Regions from separate parts of the Sus scrofa genome. Here region 2 is linked to region 1. Evidence: chromatin contacts called from public HiChIP or PLAC-seq data. All regions are on one chromosome and are shown on one strand. The core of a region is the stretch at or near the end of the contact, and the rest is flanking DNA. Distances in the headings are between cores, read along the strand shown.

What was found. HiChIP or PLAC-seq counts read pairs in DNA pulled down with a chosen protein or histone mark.
Region 2: a contact with region 1 is called in an H3K27ac HiChIP or PLAC-seq map of skeletal muscle. The contact joins two enhancer-like sites. A contact is called at or near these places in 1 of 47 Hi-C or Micro-C datasets (liver) and 1 of 2 datasets of contacts at active chromatin or transcription factors (skeletal muscle).

The regions. Positions count from the first base shown.
Region 1 is chr5:77,201,628-77,206,211 of Sscrofa11.1, reverse strand. The region is part of intron 1 of LOC106510390 (a long non-coding RNA gene); the gene reads right to left. All of the region lies in intron 1 of LOC102160630 (a long non-coding RNA gene), which reads left to right. Among named protein-coding and RNA genes, the nearest start is that of SLC38A2, 78 kb to the right of the region's middle. Within about 2 kb of position 1,896, at least 31 of the 83 cell types and tissues checked have an H3K27ac peak or open chromatin away from gene starts, as enhancers often do. A contact at or near this core is called in liver and skeletal muscle, where this site is marked.
Region 2 is chr5:77,504,216-77,508,799 of Sscrofa11.1, reverse strand. LOC110260771 (a long non-coding RNA gene) reads left to right here. Exons shown (of 3, transcript XR_002344178.1): 3 at 446-575. Among named protein-coding and RNA genes, the nearest start is that of SLC38A4, 17 kb to the right of the region's middle. Within about 2 kb of position 2,554, at least 4 of the 83 cell types and tissues checked have an H3K27ac peak or open chromatin away from gene starts, as enhancers often do. A contact at or near this core is called in liver and skeletal muscle, where this site is marked.

The DNA.
Region 1 (4,584 bases), core at 647-3,146:
GCACGTGCCACCTTTCCTTTCCCACCCAAACGAGACAGCTGTGATGTGAAGGAAAAAGACTGAGCTGTGTGGGTCCAAGCTAACAGTCACCACTCTGAGCCTTGGTTTTCCGAGCTACATCCGAACTCTAAGGCTCTCTGCTCTACAGTTCCCTCTGGTCAGTCATGGTTGCCACTTTGCTCTTTCCATCTAAAGCAGCGTTTTAGATGCTCTGAACAACACTCTTAGCAAACCTAGAAATATTTTTTAACATTGTTTCAGCCCGGCTGATGGCCAGTTTAGAACAAATCTCCTGTCAAGGTCTGGTGCCTGACCTGCCGAATTCCTTAAAAGACACTGGACTGGCAGGCAGTAATATATCATATGCCCGGCGAGGATACAAAATGTCCCAGATGTTGCCATGACTCTCAAGGAGCAGTTGGAGTTCACTTTAGTACTTCTAAAAATATGATGGGATAGCCCTCCCTGGATGGTTTCCTTTAGACACTAGACCATCAATTAATGGGCGAGAAACAGCTATTATAAGAGAGCTTTGAGGAAAAATGTACACTATTAAATCAGTCCTTAATGTGTGGTTTTTCCGTACTGAATCTTCATTCAGTTTTTAGCCCAAATCCTACCCTAAACTGAACGCCAGGTTTGGGCTTAACACTGTGTATAATAGGACTGTTTTCTAAATCGGGCATCATGAGCCTGCCTCTTTGTTTACTCCTGTAATTGTAAATGCACGGAGGTGTTCCCAATAAAGCCATGTTCTCATGTATCTTTCCACCCTCCCCACTTCCACCCTCCCTCTTGCGGGCACCATGACCCTACAGAGTGCACGGGTAACATCTCTTGGAAACGGCTGTGTCCTGTATCACTTTCTAGTGTTCTATGTATCATTTGTTAAACATATTTTTAGAATCGATTCTGCCAGAGGCCAGGAGCTACAGCTATGTCCTAATGAGTTGCACATATAGCCCTGTCCCCATAGAGAACTGACCGCCAAAACGGATATGGCCAGGAGCCCTGGGCTACTCGACCAGAGGGAATTAAGAGGGTCCTATGGAGGCTCATCGGAGGCCAGCAAAGGCTTTCTGGAAAAGTTCCATCCAGCCTGAGACCTGAAGGTTGGAATTCTCCAACTGAAGGAGGAGTGTGGGGGTGGGGAGAAGGTGGGGGTGGGGAGAAGGTGGGGGTGGGGAGAAGGTGGGGGTGGGGAGAAGCTGAGGGTGGGGAGGTGGGGAAAAAAAATGGGAGAAAAAGACCATCTCAGGCAGAGGAGGCCACAGAAGCCCAGCCTGAGCCTCGGGGAACCAACACAGGCTTTCAGCAGGACCCAAATGCCCAGTCTGAGGGCAGGCAGTGATCATTTGCAGGTGACAGCCTTGCTATGGTACAAAGAATGTTGGTGAGAAGTGCTCTAAAGCTCACATACTGAGCTTGACCCTGTGTGCATGTTCCCAGATGCTGTCCCATCTCCCGAGAATGCAGCCCCAGAAACAGGAACCAGAATTCTACTCAATCCTCTGTATCTCTTATCAGCCTGTGCAGTTTGCACAACTATTTGGGGTCCCTTCAGAGGGAGGGGAGGGCTCCACTGCCTGTTGTCTGCAAGCTTGCATCTGAGAAGCCCTCCTCATGAAGGCCAGTGGGGACTGTGAACAGTCAGAGCAAACCCAGAGCCAGGGAATATCCTGAGCCTTTCACATATATTTGGAGATTTTCTCTTTTCATTCTTACAACCTCTCTGAGCCTGCCTATTGGTTTTTTCCTGTGCTTTTTGTCCACACGATGGGATACACTATTATCCCTCTTCTACAGATGAGGAAGTTGAAGCTCAGAAGGCTGAGTAATTTTGTCCGAAGTCACACAGCTCATGACTAAAGAGAAGCACTGGAACCCAGACAGTCCAGCTCCAGCTGGAGCTCTCAGGCGCCCCCCTCCACGGCTCTCGACTCCAGCCCCGCGATGAGCGCAGCAAGCCTTGCTTCCCTCCAGGAGCTGGGGGACGTGGATATAAACCACTACCCAGAGCACAGGGGCTTTACTAGAAATATGAGTCACCTGACTGCAACTGAAAAAACAAACTTTAAGGAGACATAGTCCACCATATGTACACAAAACAGAACACATTCTGCCTAAGAGAAATGGCTACTTCATTTCAGCTATCTCATTGCCTTCTCATAAGCACTGTGCAAGGGAGACAGCATCTCGCCATCTGACGTAAGAGGAAACAGGCTAAGCGAAGTTGTGTAGCCAGGTCCAGGTGGTGAAGCCAAGGTTCTTTCCCTATTCGTTGCAACCCCCTTAAAGCACAGCACTGTGTCTTTGGTCCTAAAAGGTGGCATCCATTTCAGGGAGCTTCTCTTTGACACAGAGAATAAGGGGAAGTGTTTTTGTTCAGGCAGTTACCAGATCCACTTCCTAAACTCTGCAACAGGAAGCTGGTGCAAACACACCAAAACATCGTGCTCACGGCAGCCTGACTGCTTAGAGAGACCTCTAGCTCCAGACTATTCCATCTGAGGCTGAGCGGGACTCCACGGAGGGCACTGTAAGGTAGAAGGATGTCCAGTTGGAGTTCTAGATCCCACTTGGCAGCGGGAGAAGGTGTTTGAAGAGTTTGGCAAAAGTGGAAAGGGAAAAAGAGGAAAAAGTGAGGGGAAGGGGGAGGGGGTCATGGATCAGACACCACAGCACAATCAAAGCTTTGATCCTTCCATCAGGATCTTCCTTCAACAGTAAAGGTTGCCTAGCCTAGGCTGGTCAATCCAAACTTAAGCGTCTTCCTGGAAAACAAAAACACAGCTACAGGACTTCTCTTGTAGTACAGTGGGTTAAAGATCCAGCATTGTCCCTGCAGCGGCTCGGGTCACTGCTGTGGCTCCGATTCGGTCTCTGGCCAGGGAAGAACTTTCATGTGCCACAGCCATGGCCAAAAAAAAAAAAAAAAAAAGAAAGAAAGAAAGAAAAAAAGCTGTACAGCCAGGGTTTATAGCCAAGATTTCAGGAGAGGAAGGTCCATTTTAGCCCTGAAGTGTAAGATACATTGCTCCAAAGACTAGGGGAGGGGAGGGAATGAAAAGTATAACTTTGCTTTTAAACATGGACTTCAATTTTATAATAACAGCTTCCTTCTCCCTCCTCCAAAGCCCCATCCTGTGAAATAATGCCGTTTGTACTAAGTCTGCCTGCCATTATAGAACCTGAAGATCAGTTTAGATCCAGTTTTGTTCTTATATTAGGTGGGGCAAGAGCAAAAAGGGGGCAAGGTATTAGACTTCCCAATGAGTAGGAAAAAGACAAGAACCATGTAGAGGAAAGTAAAAGTAAACCAGCATTTGAGTATCAAAAAGAGCAATGATTCAATAAGAATCCAACAAAGGAAGAGCTGTGTGGCTGAGTCAAAATAGTAGTGACTTGTGTGAAAAACAAAGGAAAGTGACTCTTGTCCCTTCTGGCCAAGGACTGCATGGAGCCTGGGGGCAGCCGGCTTTCCCTTGGGGCTGCTTGGAGGATTAGGTAAATATAAACCTCTTCAAATAACCCAAGAAGTGAGAAATTGAAAGCATAGCAAGCTGGAGTAGTCATCAGAGGATATATTTAGGAGAGCATATTTTGCAGGCTAGAATTACAGCGCAACAAGATGCAGTCAATTAAAAGTATTTAAGGATGAGTTGCTATGATTGGGAGGGAATTATAATCTATGACCAAGAGTCAGAAGAGACCACCATTCTTCAAAGGTCAGGCAATAATTTTAATAAATCGGCTCATTCACCATTGTCCCAACTGCCAGTTTCTACATCAAGACTACTTCAAGATTTCAACAAAAGGAAGTGGTTTACAAAAGAATCGGCAAGAACACAGAAGTGTTTAATGAAAAAAAAATTATTGCCCAAGGAAAAATTTGCTCTGTATGCTAATCAGGTTATACGTGTTTTACGACCTTTAAAAAGAGACACTGCTACAAAATCCCATTATATTCACTGGATTCTTTATGGCCTCGAGGCTCTTGCCATGTCCCCTTACCTTGCTGGGTCTCCTAATTACCTACTTAGGTGGAGGAGGAATTATGGTCATTTTACAGATGAGGAAACTGAGGCTCAAGAAGGTTAAATATATTGAGATGGTCATGCAGCTAGGAGTACAGGCCTGAGATATGAACCCCGTCTGAATCATGCTGTTTTCCTTGGCCCTATACACCTCAAAACATAAAATCTGAGCTCAGAAACATTCATTTCAGAGAACAGAAATGACTGCAACTTTCTTGACCCACTCATCAAATCCAGCTCCTGTAATTGCCTCGTAATTGTCATAGTTTTATTCACCTCCTTCAATGTACTTCTCACTTCTTTGCAGCTCAAAGTAGTCCCGTCATCTACAGGGGGCTTTCCTGAAGACTCTGCACACGCTGCTTCGCCCTTTCAGTCCAAAGCAATGATTACATCACTTTCTGTGTCCTGTCAGGTTCTGCTATTTAATCTTTTTTTCTATCTATGACTTACCTTACCCATAAGACTATACGCTTTGGTGGGGGGGGAGAACCATACCTGGGTCCCCTTTTGTGAGCCACCTGTCCTACCCCCAAAATATCAGGCA
Region 2 (4,584 bases), core at 1,305-3,804, 300 kb before region 1:
ATTTCAACCATCAGCCACCTGTCCTTGATCCTGGTTCGTTTTATTTATTTATTTATTTATTTATTTATTGATCTAACTTTTTAGGGCTGTACCCACAGCATATGGAGGTTCCCAAGCTAGGGATCAGGTCAGAGCTGTAGCCGCTGGCCTACACCACAGCCACAGCCACAGCAACGCCAGATTCGAGCCACATCTGCGACCTACACCACAGCTCGAGGCAACACCGGATCCTTAACCCACTGAGCAAGGCCAGGGATTGAACCTGCATCCTCATGGATGCTAGTCGTGTTCGTTAACTGCTAAACTATGACAGGAATTCCAGATCCTGGTTCAATTTAACTCAATTCGGTAAATATTTATTGTTTGCCTATTATGTGCAATGTATACAGATGTTATTAAAAACTCAGCAGTATGTCTTTCTTTCTCTTTGTCTCCCTCTCCACAGCTCATAGCAAATGAAGCTACCCCAGACAGATAAAAACAAATGAGATGGATGGAGGGACATAGGCAAGATACAGAAAACAAATGAACCCAGTATCTGTAAAATATCAATAAAATACTTTCCTTTGCCACAACTTTTTTTTTGTTATTTTTTAATATTTGAAAACACTCTGACTTTAGTACACTACTCAATAGCAAACTTTAAATACATTTAGAAATTCACTACACAGTAGATAAAAGCTCTGGATAAATTAAATAAAGCACTCCTTCATTCTAGAGAAAATTGTAGAGATGCCTTTCTTATTTTCAATTATTTTTCCAATATTCTGCAAATACATTCTCATAAAATAATGAGAGATATTAAGGAATGTACATTTAGGATAAAGAAAAAAGTGTTAACACACTTATAATGTATAATTATTTAAGGTGATATTACTTCAGCAGGCTAGATACAACTGGAGTCAATTTATTAGTGATATTCTTTGAAGCTCAACCAGAACTTTGATGTCTATTCCCTGGGAAAATGATTTTCCAAGTTTGCTAAAGCCCAGGGGAAGAAGGCTGAGCCGCCCTCCAAGACTCAAGAGGTGAGGAATTACGGGTGACACTTATGGGTATTGTTTTAAACCCGAATTAAGAACCAAATAAAGGATACAGTTGCGTTGCTTTTTATCTAACAATCTATCTTGTCACTTAACAGTCCTGAAGACATGGATGAGCTATTACTGGTACACTTACTGTGAATTAAAGATATTCTGCAAAAGGAGATGTTTGTTTGTTGGCTATTTGTTAAAAAGAGAGAGGTGACTAACAGATTCCAAGAGAAAAGGGATTTGTTTTTTAAAAGCAAATATGTGGCACACATGGACAGCTGAAAATCAAATTCTGGGACCGGGATTTGGAGACGTTCAAGCAGAAAGTATGCATAGCTCTGCTTTTGTTTACATATTCCTGGTCCGTCTGTTCCCCCTTTCCCTACCACTCCTCTTCCTAATTTTTATCATTTCTTTCAAAGCTTCTGCTTAATTCCATCTTGTCTGTGAGCAAATGACCTTGCTTTTTACCTTTCAGTGACTCTAATGCTTTCAGAGTCAAACTTTCCCAGAGTCCCAACTTTTGTGCTGATTTACATAGGGATCTGGTTATTTGCTGAATGTCTGTGTATCTGTCTCACTGGCTAGAAAACTCCATGAGATCAAGGATGGACCCTGTTCACCAGTGTCCCCAGCACCTGGCACATGATCTAGTGGGGGCTCACTAGGACACGTGTTGCCTAAATGAAGGAGCAAACTTCCTTCCCCTCATTTATAACTTTTCATCTTAAAAAACAAAAATCGTGTTTTTAATATACAGTCATGGTAAAAAAAAAAAAAAAAGAGTAGGGAATCATATTAAAGGAAAAGTTAAACCACCCTCCCCACGGGCTCCCTCCCTCACCTCCACTCCAGCCTCAGAAGCTAACCTTTCCCCTCTGCCCCAGATTCCATCCTCTTGCTGTGGTCTCTTCTAGGAAGCGCTTCACCTCCACGTGGACAAGTCCGGGAGGGGGAGTTGGCAGGGCAGTTACTCACAGTGGCCAAATTGCAACAGCTGAGGGTGAGGGCAAGCGTGTGGCCAAGGAGAGCAGTGGCCAGATGCCAGAGAAGTTAAATCAGTCATCAGATCTTAAGGGTGAATGCAAGCAAAAAAAAAAAAAAAAAAAAAAAAAAGAGGTGAAGCAAAAGGTCAGTGGGATGTAACAGGAGGTCAAGAATGCAAATGCAAGGCAAGAGCAAGTGAGAGGTCCAGGGCCACATAGATGAATGGAAGAGGAATACAAGCAGGCATTTTTAATTGATTTGGGGGGAGTTTGCTAAGCAGTGAACCAGTAGGCTAATGAGGACTGGGCTAGTACCCTGAAACCTCTTCCAACTTCAACTGCATTAATTATCCCCTCTTCTGTACAGTGGGCATCCCCCTTTCCTCTCATGGTCTCAGGTTACAAATATGCTAAGACTCTTACACTTAAAAGCAAAATAAAACAAACAGAAAACCTTTCTCTTAACCCTGCATCCCCCTCAAACTATCCTGCTCAATCTTTCTTCTGCTCATTCTAGATAAATTTCTTGAAAGATTACTATAAGCTCACTGTCTATACTCATTATCACGTCCTCATTGCCCTACTCAAGGGGACCTGCATTCTTCCCCATCGCTTTGCTGAAAATCATCTTTGGTAAGTCATCAATGGCCTTCTTATTGTTATCATTAAATATAGACGTCACACTGTCAATTCTATGTGAATTGACTCTTTGATGTCTGATGCCATTGATTGCTGTCTCCTCATTGGCCTCTTTGATATACCCCTCTGCTGGTTCTGCTCCTCTATCTCTGGTTCATCCTTTTAGTTTCCTTTGTGAGACCCTATTTCTCCACTCATTTCTATCTCTAGCTGCCTGGGGAGATCAGGTAACATTGTATGGTAGGCATATGGCTGTACATGTCTTTCCATCCTTAGGCAGCTAATAGAGTCAGGCTGCAAGGGAACATGCCCTGAAACAAAATGTGCTCTGGGTTATTGTCCAGCACTGCTCCCCACTTACTTTCAATCTTCTCTCCCTCCTCAGCTCACTCTTCCTTTTTTTAATAGGAAAGCATTTTTTTCTGTCGTGATTGTATTTTTATGGTTATGATTCATGGTGCACTTGCAATTTGCTAGGAATTCCACTGGGTGCTTATTTTATTTATTTATTCATTCAGTTATTTCCTTATTCAGCAAATATTTACTGATTTATTATGATGCAGGCTCTCTGGCTATATAATTTCTAGTCATTACAACTAAATTAAACTAAACTTAAAATAAATGTTGTTATTTTACAGATAATGAAACTGAGGCTAGGGGTTGTCCATCTTGGCTAAAGCTCTAAGAGGCAGACCAGGCATTTGAACTCACAAATGTCACTTTGTAAATTCTTTCCATGTCACTAAAATACCTCAAAAATATTCTATCTTTCATTGAGCATCTTGTGCCAGGAGTTTTTTCCCTCCTTTATCTTACTGTACTGGTAGGATCATTTGCCTATGGACTGATGTTATTTCTGAAACACAGAAGGGAACAATTCACAGCAGTGAAAACCCAGAATTCCACAAGCTTGTTATCAACACCATCACACTTGTTTCCACATGATCCAGATAAGGCTACCTATAACTCATGTAGCTAGAGATTTGCTTATTTATTCATGTTTGTATAGAGCTTACTGTGTATTAGTAGGGTACAGGGAGGTGGGAAAACAGAGCTCAGTCAATTAAATGAATGAGAATATATTATTATATCTGAAGAAATTCCAAGGAAGGAAAAGGTACGGTTATATATAAGCTAATAACAAAGATACTTGACCCAGATTGGTGGGGGCTCGGTCCAAGAAGCTTCCCTAAAGAAGTGACATGTGACTTGAGATCTGAGTGATGAGTAGAAGTTAAGCTCATAAATAGGTAAGGAAGAACACTTCAAGATGAAGAACATGCAAAGGCTCTGGGGAGAGGAGGAGGCGTAATGCTTTAAAAACCTAGAAGGCTGGGACATAGAGGGAGAGTAACGGGAAGAGGTATAGAGGGGAAGCCTGGGCCAGAGTATGTTGGTCATGCATCATTCTTTTTATCTTAAGAATCATAATCCTGGGAGTTCCCATTGTGACTTAGAGGGTTAAAAACATGACTAGTATCCATGAGGAGGCTGGTTTGGTCTCTGGTCTTCCTCAGCGGGTTAAGGATCCAGCATTGCTACAAGCTGCATCATGGGTCACAGATGCACCTTGGCTCTGGCATTGCTGTGTCTGTGACTGTGGCTGTGGGGTAGGCCTGCAGCTGCTGCTCTGATTTGACCCCCAGCATGGAATTTCCATATGCCACGGTGCAGCCTTAAAAAAAAGAAAAAGAATCATATTCCAACATGACGGGGTCTTATCATCAATTTCTGTTCTGAGAAGTTCACTCTGGCTGCAGTGTAGAGAAACTTGGTAGAGGGCTCTAGGGAGGATGTATGGAGAATAGTTAGGAAGCTGCTGCTATCATGCGAGCATGAGATGATGGTGGCTTGGACTAGAGATATGTGTCAATTGATGTATATTTGAAGAGGTAGAATCAGGAATTGCTGACAGATTAAATAAG